Regions from separate parts of the Sus scrofa genome. Here region 2 is linked to region 1. The links are chromatin contacts, called in public Hi-C maps. All regions are on one chromosome and are shown on one strand. Each heading gives the region's core, a stretch centred on a gene start, on an enhancer-like site or on the middle of the called end of the contact. The rest is flanking DNA. Distances are from core to core; before and after follow the strand shown. Region 1 holds the start of RAMP1 (receptor activity modifying protein 1). Region 2 overlaps RAMP1 (receptor activity modifying protein 1).

What was found. Hi-C and Micro-C count contacts between places; a contact is called where the count stands out from the background.
Region 2: a Hi-C map of skeletal muscle shows a contact between it and region 1, with 7 times the contacts expected there. The contact joins the enhancer-like site here to the promoter of RAMP1 in region 1. A contact is called at or near these places in 2 of 5 promoter capture datasets (fetal skeletal muscle and liver), 21 of 47 Hi-C or Micro-C datasets (alveolar macrophages, brain, embryonic fibroblasts and 10 more) and 1 of 2 datasets of contacts at active chromatin or transcription factors (skeletal muscle).

Annotation. Positions count from the first base shown.
Region 1 is chr15:137,488,677-137,494,244 of Sscrofa11.1, forward strand. It overlaps RAMP1 (receptor activity modifying protein 1), which reads left to right and starts at 1,764. Exons shown (of 3, transcript NM_214199.1): 1 at 1,764-1,831. The coding sequence starts at 1,780.
Region 2 is chr15:137,521,069-137,525,864 of Sscrofa11.1, forward strand. All of the region lies in intron 2 of RAMP1 (receptor activity modifying protein 1), which reads left to right. Among named protein-coding and RNA genes, the nearest start is that of RAMP1, 33 kb to the left of the region's middle. Within about 2 kb of position 3,108, at least 4 of the 83 cell types and tissues checked have an H3K27ac peak or open chromatin away from gene starts, as enhancers often do. A contact at or near this core is called in skeletal muscle, where this site is marked.

The DNA.
Region 1 (5,568 bases), core at 514-3,013:
GGCTGGGTCTGAGAGGAGCAGAGATGCCTGCCCTCCCCCTCACTGGTGCCCAGGTGGCAGTGGACCTGTCCTGGGGTTGGGCTGGGGCCCCACTCATCTCCCCCAGCCGTGCCTTTCCCACCTGGCATGGTCCCCGGTCACTGGCCCTTTACTCTGGCCTGCTGCGCTCCCATGCTCTCTTCCCACCCAGCCCTCAAGACGTCCTGCGCTGCAGCTCAGCTGCGTACCAGGCCCCTGCGTGTGACTGAGACCTTCGCAGGTTCTTCACTAGATGCACCAGCCGCAGGGCGAGACCTGCGTCCTTTACCTGGCACAGCTTTGCACATGGCCGGGACTCAAATGTCTCTTAATATTTAAGTGAGGGAGGCCGGGCCACCCATGGGGGTGTATCTTCCTAAGGTTCAGCAAGAGGGGCCACTCAAGAGAGCCTGTGCCCCCTCCCATCTGACACAGACCCCTCTGGCCACCTGGGAGTCTGAGTCAGATGCCACTCAGGTTGTAGGCCTGCCAGCCTTGAGCGCCCTCCCTCCTGTTCTCTGAGCTGACAGCAGGTGGCCCTCTTCCCCCTCGTTTAGCAGGGAACGGCTGACCACGGAATCCAGAATCCGGCACTAGGCACCCTGCTGAGTCCAAGTGATGTGACCATGGCTGTCGGGGTAGCGACCTCCTCCTCCAAAGGCAGCGCCTGATTGCTTAGCATGAGCATAGATGTACCAGTGGTTCAGCATTCTCCCTGGAATAGGCTGGTTGTAGGTCTCAGACTCGGCCCAGGTCTGGCCTGTTGCTGTGGCTGTGGTGCAGGCCGGCGGCTACAGCTCTGATTTAGTCCTTAGCCTGGGAACTTCCATATGTGGCAGGTGTGGCCCTAAAATAAAAATCAAAAAACAAAAACAGAAGGCAGTACTGCAAGGCCAAACCCAGCCACTAGTAGAGCTTAGAGAGCCCAGGTCAGCTTGGCTCCCGGGCTGACGCCTCCCGAGTTTATGCCTCAGGTCCGACCCAGGCTGGGGAGGCCTGCTTAGGCTTCCCAGGGCCCTGGTGCGTGCGTCCCCCCAGGGAGCCCCGAGTCAGAACGACATCCAAGGCTCTCCCAGCCTCCTGCCTCTCACCACCCATCACCCTACGCAGGAGGTCCCCCAAAGAGCCCTCCGCCCTCCAGCCCCAGGAGCTTCGCTGTGCACCTTCCAGGCACCTCCGCCGCTGCGCCCACACCCACCCTCATCCTCGGGCTCCTCACTGGCCCTGCGGCCTTTGAACACCGTGAGCCCCTGCGAGCGCCGGGGCTGGTTTTGTCCTCTCAGGACCCCAGGACCTGCACGTCGGGAGAAGCAGAGGGGCAAGGGTGGCCTCGGCCTTTTGCCAAGCAGGCCCCCGCGGCCGGAGTGGGCTCTTGGACCTAAGGAGAGGGGGATGCTGCCCGGGCTGACAGCGAGAGGCCGGGTCTGGGAGACCCGCCGCTTCCGGAGCATCCACTCGTCGCTTCCCGGGGGGGGGGAAGGGTCCCGGAGACGCCACGCGCAGCCCCCTCGTCGCCGCGCTGTCAGGGCTCCTCGCCGAGGGTCGGGCCGCCTCCAGGCCTCGGCCCCCGCCCCCGCGCCCCGCCGGCAGGTGCGGGCGCGCCTGGCTTCCCCGCGGTCCGCGCTCCCTGCCGCTCCCGCCCCGCCCCGCCCCGCCCCCGCCCCCGCGGGGCCGCCGCCTCCTGCCGCCGCCCGGCGGGCTCAGTCCTCGGCGGGGCGCGCGGCGGGCGGACTGGGCGGACTGGGCTCGGCTGCGCGCGCCATGGCCCGGGGCCTGCGCGGCCTCCCGCGGCGCGGCCTCTGGCTGCTGCTGGGTGAGTAGCGGGGTCCCCGCCGCCCCGGGGCCGCGGGCGGGGGCCGGGCGGGCGCCTCCCCGGGGCCAAGGGGCAGCCGAGGAGGCACCGCGGGATCGGGGTTCTGCGGGGCGCCGGCCGCTTCCCCGCCCCGCACGCCGGGGGCGCAGGCTCTGAGCCTGGGGGCAGGCACCTTGCAGATTCAGGATGTCGCCTTCGGCACCACGGGCCGTTTATCTAGAAGGTTATAGCTAAAACTGAACCTCTGACTGTCACATGCAGACGTTGCTGATGTGCAAATAAGCCCCCTTTGCAGGTGTCCTTTGCAAAAGGAGGCCAGCTGTCCTCTTCGGGGACATTTGGACAGCTTTTGCTTGTTTGCTTGCTTGTCAACTGGCGCTTCTGGCTACTCGAAATTCAAGGAGGGACTCTCGGTGGGGTAGCAGGACGTGCTGGGCTTTCTGCTTTGAGGCAGATCATAGACGGAAACCCAGTAGTGACAGGAACGGGTCCCGCCTTAGAAAAATTAGAGAAATTGTCATCTTCACTTCCCTGTCCTCGGTGTTTTCATAAAGAGCTAATCAGCCTTCCTAAACTGCTTTAACTATCGGTTGAATTTCATGTATTTACTTACCTTTTAATAAAAGTGAAAGAGGTTATTTAAAGTGGAAGAATCCAGGGGCCCTGGGAAGCCCCCCCCACCCCAGGCATTGGTGGCACTTGGGTCCTTGCTTCAGAGCAGGTGATGGTGGCCAGAAGCACCTGCTGCACGGGTCCCCTGGGTGCAGGGGGGCCACCACACTTGGAGCTGCAGGAGAAGTGGCTCAAGGGGCCTGTGGCCTGTCTGGGAAGAGAGGGGCTGCGGATGGGATGCCTGGGAGCCCTGCAATTCCCGTCTCGACCGGGAGTGTTGTTGGCTCTGCAGAAACCCGTAGCATCTGCCTCAATAGCCTATAATCGGAACGCTGTTTTGGCTAACGCTGTGTGAAAAGCACAATCTTAGAATAATATTATTCTGTTCTTTTGCATTGGGAATCTATGGGCTTGACGTGAAACTTATTGTTTTAGTTTCCTAAGACGTGAACATTTCTATTTGCAAGTTGGAGGGCTGGGTTGGGTCATTTTTAAACATAAATAAATAAATGCCCTTCCCTGATGTCCAGGAGCTGCACCCTCCGTAGCTTGTCTAAATAAAACCCTGTATCATAAGCGCATATAAAAACCTTCCTTGTTGACCAAGAAAATGGCAACATGTTCGGTGGAAGTTCAGAGTCCTGTGATCTTACCAGTATTCTGAGAGGTCTGGCTAAGTTCTGTCTTGGAAACATAAACTTTATGAGGTTATCAGTGAAGTAGTGTCGTTCGAGCCCAGCAGTAATTAGGATTTCAAGAGCACACAGTTTTCTTTCCGAGGGTTGGCATTAACCAAATCTCCTTGGTGATGAAGATTTTGCTGCCCAGAGGAGCAAGGTGGAATTTCTTGTTTTTCAGCAACCAGAAAAAAAGCGGCATTTCCAGAGGATCCAGGGCTAGTCTCTGAGAACCTCATTGTAAGCTTCTGTTTTTATGAGCCCGCCTGCACTCAGGAGTCCTGGCTGAGCCCGTCTTATAGGAACTCAGCTGGCATCTTTCCTGGCATGAAGGGGAGAGGGACGTTTCTTTGCAAGGCTACTGCATTTATTGAAATACATGGCTTTATATAAATACAGGGTTAACTTTTTGGAACCGACTGGGACATGGCAAGAAATGCAACAGATGCAACTCTCTTTTGGATTGTCATGCCGTTTTAAGTCTAGAGGCAGTTCGAATCCTGGAGTCCACATCTGAAGGATTCTCCTTTGCTAATCAGCTCGGTGTGTTCCTCTACCCTCTTTCTGTGTATTTAGCTGCAGGGAGACATTTCCGGATTATCTTCCTTGCACAGGTGCCTGCCCGTCAGCCCCAGGCCAGGGTTGTTTACGTCCGCATCGGAAGTGGTGGCAGCAACATGTCAAGCTGGACTCCTTCCTTTCTAAGGCAAATAGCCAGCTGGGAAAGTCTGTTCCTCCTGATTTTCTTCCCCCAGAATGAAGCGGCGCCCCAGCTTCTACTCATTTAGAAGTGGTGTCAGCAGAGGGGTGTGGGCGCCCCGTGTGGCATAAATCCCAGCAGAGATGCTGAGCCCCCAGTGGTGGAGCCCTGAGAGATTGGCAGCCAGCATCCCTCTCCTTGGGGCACAGAGCCTTCCTTTCCTGGTCCACCTGGCAGGTGGGCTCCCGCCTCTGTGCGCCCTGGCCCAGGCCTGCCTGCTCAGGGCAGGGCGGGAACCCAGGCTGGGCCGGCTGCTTTCTGCTGGAGCCTTGGGGGGAAGCCAACTCTTTCCTCTCAGCCGGCTGGATCTGAGTGTTGGGCTGCCAGATCCCATCCTGTGCCCCCGGGCTGAGTTCTCCTGACGCTTCCCAGCGCTTGGGTTGACCCCAAGAGGTGGACCTTTCAACCCTGTGACCCTGTGGTGTCTGAACCAGGTGTGTCTCTTTGCAGGACAGTGCCTGGTGGGGGGCAGATCTGGTGCCAGTGGGAACCTGCCCAAGAGCCTCTTTTGCTCCTGGGGACTCAGGGAAGACCTGGGGCGGGAGGTGCTGCGGCCGCTGGGAAGGGAGAGGAGCGGAGACGGGCCGGGGCGGCGGCTGTGGCCTCCTGCACCTGTGCTGGCCCTGGGCCCACCTTGCTGTCCAGCGTGCTCCTGGCTGATGGAGACGGACGCGAAGCGAATGGGTCCTGCCCTCCCCACACATGGACACACACGGACACACAAGCACGGAGCCCCCGGAGGGATGTCCCCCCCCCCCCCCCGCCTGCCCCGCCGTGCCTCTCCCCCCCAGGATGCTGGCCTTGGGCTGGGGACGTTTCTAGAGAACTCGTTTGTTCTTAGCCAGGAGGCTCCCAACCTCAACAAGAACTTATCCTTTGTAATATAAGGACGTTCTTGTCCACGGGGAAACTTTTTCCTCCTCAGATTGCTTGAGTTTAGTGTTTTCTCTGACATCCAAAGACACCGCTTCAGTCCCCCGTTGGAACACAGACTCTAAGCAGCTTCGTTGGTGCCGAGTCCACGGCCGGGCAGCGGGGGAGCGAGGGGCCCTGGGTCTGAGCATCACACCGCAGCCAGGCCTTCCCTGCTTGCCCCTCATCAGGCCTCGCGGCATCTCCTTTGTGTCCCCAGTGGCCACACCCGCCCTCCCAGGTGGCACTCCTGCCCACGCTTCTGTGGGACTGGAGACCAGAGAGCCCAGCCGAACCCCCCTCCACCAGCCCACGGCCACTCTGCCCTCTGCCTGCGGTCCTGGTGCCCAGGCCCCGTGCAGGCAGCACCCCCTACAAGCCCTCCGGATAACTACATGGCCTCCAGGAAGCCGTTTGGGACCCCCCCCCCAGCCACCTCCCCCGGGGCAGGTCACCCTCCTCTGTGCCCCTCATCCCTCCACACGGGCAGTGCCACCCTGTGTGCCTCGGTTGCACCCAGGCCAGCACACCTCGAGGCCCCTCCCGTGGGCATCTCCTGCCTTCGCTGAGGCTTTGCTGGAAACCAAGGGGCCCAGGAGCAGAGGGACCCAGGCCAGCGCCCCGCTGTGCTCCCCAGGGCTCTGCGCCCCCACACCCAAGGGGCGCACGGGGGAGGGCTCTGAGCCAGGCCTCACCTGGGGGCAAGGGACAGCAATTTACCCAGCAAACGATGGATGTAACGCCTGCCACGGTGGCACGTACTCTGGCCAGTTAGC
Region 2 (4,796 bases), core at 1,858-4,357, 34 kb after region 1:
TGCACCCGAGCCCTACTGTGCACTTGCGCCTACTGTGCACCTGTGCTGGTGGTAGAGCAGGGAGCCCAGCGGGCGTGCCCTCCCTCCCTAGGGTCACAGTCTGCGGAGGAAGAGGGACAGCAGACAGGCAGCTGCACACGTGAAGAGGGAGGGGGCAGGTGCCGGCTGGGGGCCACAGGGGCCCAAAGTTTGGGTCCCCAGTACTGAGCTGGAGAAAGACATCTGCAGGGGGGTGGCTGGGGGCAGCGGACAGCCGAGCTCTCTGGCCTCCTGGCTGTAGAGGCAGGGCACGGAGAAAGGAGCCTGGAATCTGTTCCCAGCCTGAGGGTCCTGGAGCCGGTCGTTCCTAAGAGGGTCCTGAGAGGCAGAAACAGGAGCGTGGAGGGGAGCCAGGTTCAAACCCCAGAGGTCGGGAGCTCCCTGGCGTGTCTCAAGCTGGGGTTCTGGGGAAGCGGGTGGAGGATGATCAAGAGTTCTGGGGAAGGGAGGCCCCGGGGGCAGTGCCATCGGGAGCCCTGGCTTCCTGAGGCCCCTCAGGGCCCGTCTGTGATGTGAGTGGGGACGCCTTCCGGGCAGCATCTTCCAAACTGACCCGGGACTCGAGCTGACATGTTCCCTTGGGGGACGTCTCCAGGGAGGGTCAGCCAGGCCGGCTCTGGGCCAGGAGGGAGGCTTCAAAAACAAGACAGAGGGCGAAGCCCAAGACCCAGGGGTGGGAGGGGGAAGGCGAGAATGGGGACAAAGAGGGCGAGGGTCCCTCCGTCACCCCTGAGCACCTGCTTTTACTCCTGTTCAGCTGCCGGTGCCTCCAGATGGGCTGGAATGTTTCCTGAGCAGGAAAAAACCAGCCCATTTCTATTTGTCTTCCTTGCCTTGAACCCACCAAGGTGCTTTTTTTTCTCCTTTTTTTTTTTTTTTTTTTTTTTTTTTTGGCTTTTTAGGGCCACACCCACGGCATATGGAGGTTCCCAGGCTAGGGGTCCAATCAGAGCTGCAGCTGCCAGCCTACACCAGAGCCACAACAATGCTGGATCCCTAACCCACTGAGTGAGGCCAGGGTTCGAACCCACATCCTCATGGACACTATGTCAGGTTCTTCACCACTGAGCCATAACAGGAACTCCATCCTTTTCTCCGCTGTATTCACGCCGTTCATCTTCTGAGAGGACGGCGAACACCCACCTCGCTCAGCCAGGGCCCGTGGCTGGAGAGGCGCCGCTTAGTCGGGGAGCTGGTGGCGGCAACGGGAGACAGGTTGACCTCTGACGTTCCGCAGGCCTGGTATGAAGCCTGCTGCGTTCTCTTATTTATTTATTGACGCAAGGCTCTTGGTGGGAACCGCGGAGCGTGTGCTCACGAGTGCTGTCATTCTTGCACAGGGGTGGAGCTGGCAGTTCCCACCGTTCCCTGGGGAAACCGGGTTTTTTGCCCACAGTCAGAAGTTCTGCAACATACACTGTGCTCAGAAACATCCCCTGCAGGTGTGCATTTGCACGCAGCGTCACACTCATTTCCGTGGAGGCGTCGGTAGCCTGGCCCTGCGCCAGGAGGATTGCACCATGCCTCCTGCCGCTTGGCCTCCTTGGACTCCTGCTGGGCTCTCTCTGACCTGTAGGGGCACTTGGAGGGCCTGACTGTACCGTATCCACCTGCCGGCCCCCCCAACATCCCACTGCAAGTCCTAGGGGGTGGGGGTGGGGGTGCTGGAGTTCTGCCAGCCCAGCACATGGTCCCAGGCAACGCCAGGGTACTGAATTTTCTCTTTTTTTTTTTTTTGGTTGTTGTTTTTTATTTTTTATTTTCATTTTTTAGGGCCACACTTGCAGCATATGGAAGTTCCCCGGGCTACGGGTGGAATTGAAGCTGCAGCTGCCGGCCTACACCACAGCAACGCTGGATCCGAGCCACATCTGCAACGTACACTGCAACTTGTGGCAACGCCGGATCCTTAACCCTCTGAGTGAGACCAGGGATCAAACCCACATCCTCATGGAGACTATGTCAGGTTCTTAACTCTCTGAGCCACAGCAGGAACTCCTGAAGTGAAGTGATTTTAATCAGACAATTTGAAAAACTCCCTTATGGCTCCCTGCAGCAGCAAGGAACTCCAAAGACTCCCTGTCCCATGGGTGGCGGGAAAAGTGCCCCCACGTGGGCGTGGCCGTCCACCCTGAGGGCCACTGGCCCCTCCTGATGGTGAGAAGCCCTTTGCACAGATGAGCTGGCTGGCAGGCTCACTCTGAGCCTGACATAGGCCAGGCCACCTCATGGCTTTCTGTCACCGGAGGAAGGAGCCTGTGAGCAGCCAGCCCCTCCCCACTTTGGAAAGGCCCTGCAGTGACCATTTCTCAAGGTTTGGGTGGAAGCCTTGACACCAAAGGCAGAAACCACGAGGAAGAAGGCAGACCTGGCCACCTAAAAATTAAATAAACGGAATCCTGATTGTATTGAAAAGCCCTGCAGTGTTCCAGTAATAACCTAATATTTGCTATTGGTTTGGGAGAGATTTTTATCACGTTAAGTACTTCCTTATGCTCTACAAGGTTGGGGTTTTTTTAATCAGAAATGAATGTTCAGGAGTTCCCATTGTGGCTCAGCTGGTTAAGGACCCGACGTTGTCTCTGTGAGGATGTGGGTTCGATCCCTTGCCTTGCTCAGTGGGTCGAGGATCCCACAATCCTGCAAAGCTGGGCATGGATCAGAGATGTGGCTCGGATTCAGTGCTGCTGTGGCTGTGGTGTAGACGGCACCTGCAGCATAGACCGAAGCTGCAGCTCGGATTCAGCCCCTAGCCCGGGAACTTCCATTTGCCATAGGTACAGCCAGAAAGGAAGGGAGGAGGGAAGGAGGGAGGCATGGAGGGAGGAAAGAAGAGAGGGAGGAAGAAAGAAATGAATGATGAAGGCCAGTTTTATCAAATGCCCGGTTGACACGTATCTAAATGATTATATGTTATTTTCCTTTGACAAATCAAAGTGTCATTTTATAGCAGCGGCATTAAAGCGTTCCTGAAATAAACCTACTTCAGAGTATTCTATATGGCTAGCTTCAAATTGCTAGCGTTTTAAATAGGACTTCTGTGTCTATTTATAAGTGAAAGCCAAGGCCATCTGTTGCTTGTGCAAGCGAGTTCTGAGGCACATGGGCGGGCCATCTTAAGAGGTTTGGGATCAGGGTTCCGCTAACTTTTTCAAAGAACTGGGAAGCTTGGCGTCTTTTTCTATCATCTTAAGAATGTGAAAGAGTCCCTCCGTGACTCAGCGGGTTAAAGATGTGGCATTGTCACTGCTGTGGCTCACGTAGCTGCTATGGCAGGAGTTCAATTCCTGACCCAGAACTTCTGCATGCTATGGATGCAGCCAAAAAAAAAAAAAAAAAAAAAAAAAGAAGGAATTTCAAGAATTGCATGGGTCTAGCACTTTTTGTGAAAGTAATTCTTTAATAACATTTTCTGTGTCTTCTCCTCAGATTTTCTAGTTTTTAAGTCAAGATTTGATAGTTTATAGCTTCTCAAAAAGCATCCCAATTCAGAGATTTTCCGATTTTAACATACATACATGTTTCGCAGGCTCATCTCATCCTCTTTCTAATCTTTTATCTGTGGTTTTGTACAGTGGCAGTTTCTCTCCTTTTCTTCTCGATTAGACTCTCCAGAAATGTGACTGTTTCATTGTAGCTATTGTTCTAAAGAATCGGCTGTTGAGTCTACCTATTCATTTTTTAATATAGATAAATATTGGTTTTTAATAAATATTAATGCATTTAAATTATTTACCCTTTGGAAAGATTTGGTTTGTGGTTCTTTTTTTTTTAAAAAAAGTCCTGATTTGGATTCTGACCTCATTTATTTTCACTTATTTTTCTTCAGTAATAATAGCTGTGGGTTTTTCTCAGAATTCAGTTTTGCCTCTATTTCATTGATTTTTCTGTGCAATGCTGCCTTTTTCTCACAGCCTATAATTGAATTTTTAAATCCTGTTTGGCCATCAAATTATATGAGTGCTCTTTCATTTCTAAGGATTCAGTTTTTTTGAGTTTATCCTTTTTCTTACTAATTTCTAGTTTCTAATATTGTAGTCAAAAGAACAGTGGCTTCACTCTTCCCTTTGAGAATCTGCCAAGTTTTTCTTGGCTGCCTCGAAGTAGGATCCAGGGACTTTTGAAAAGCTTGTTGATTCTCTGTAGGATAGAAACTTCATCGTATGGTCACTGATCAGAATTCTTAACCTTATTTTTCATTTTTATACGAGCTTCTATTCAACCTGGAGAGGTACGTTCAAAATCCCTTCCTATCTGCTGCCTTTGGTGTCGGCTTCTGCTGTTTTCTGGAACCACCATTCCTGCTGTGCCCTCACATCTCCAGGCAGATCTGGCTCCCTCTCTTCCTTCAGCTTTTGTTGCACTTGCCTGGGCGCTGACTGCTGTGAACAGGATGAGTGGGATTTTGTTTTCTTCGTTCAACTCTCCCTGCCCTCATGACGTCTGCAGTCTAGCTGTTGAGACCAACAGTGAGTGAATCATCCCATGAGTTGCAGTACAAAGTACAACCCAACCATGAAGGCAAACCCCACTTTACTGGGGATGCAACTGAGGCTGAAGCATCAAAAAAGATCCGTATGAGGAAGTGACATTCTAGGGATAAGCAGATGTTGGCCTTGTGAAGATGGGTTAAGAGCCTTCCAAGTGGAAAGTGCAGCACGTGCAAAGGTCCGGAGGCAGGAACTTCAGCCAGGTGCGGCCACTGAGAAGGAGGGGGTACAGCTGATTGTGGAGCAGTGGGAGCCACATGAGGGCTT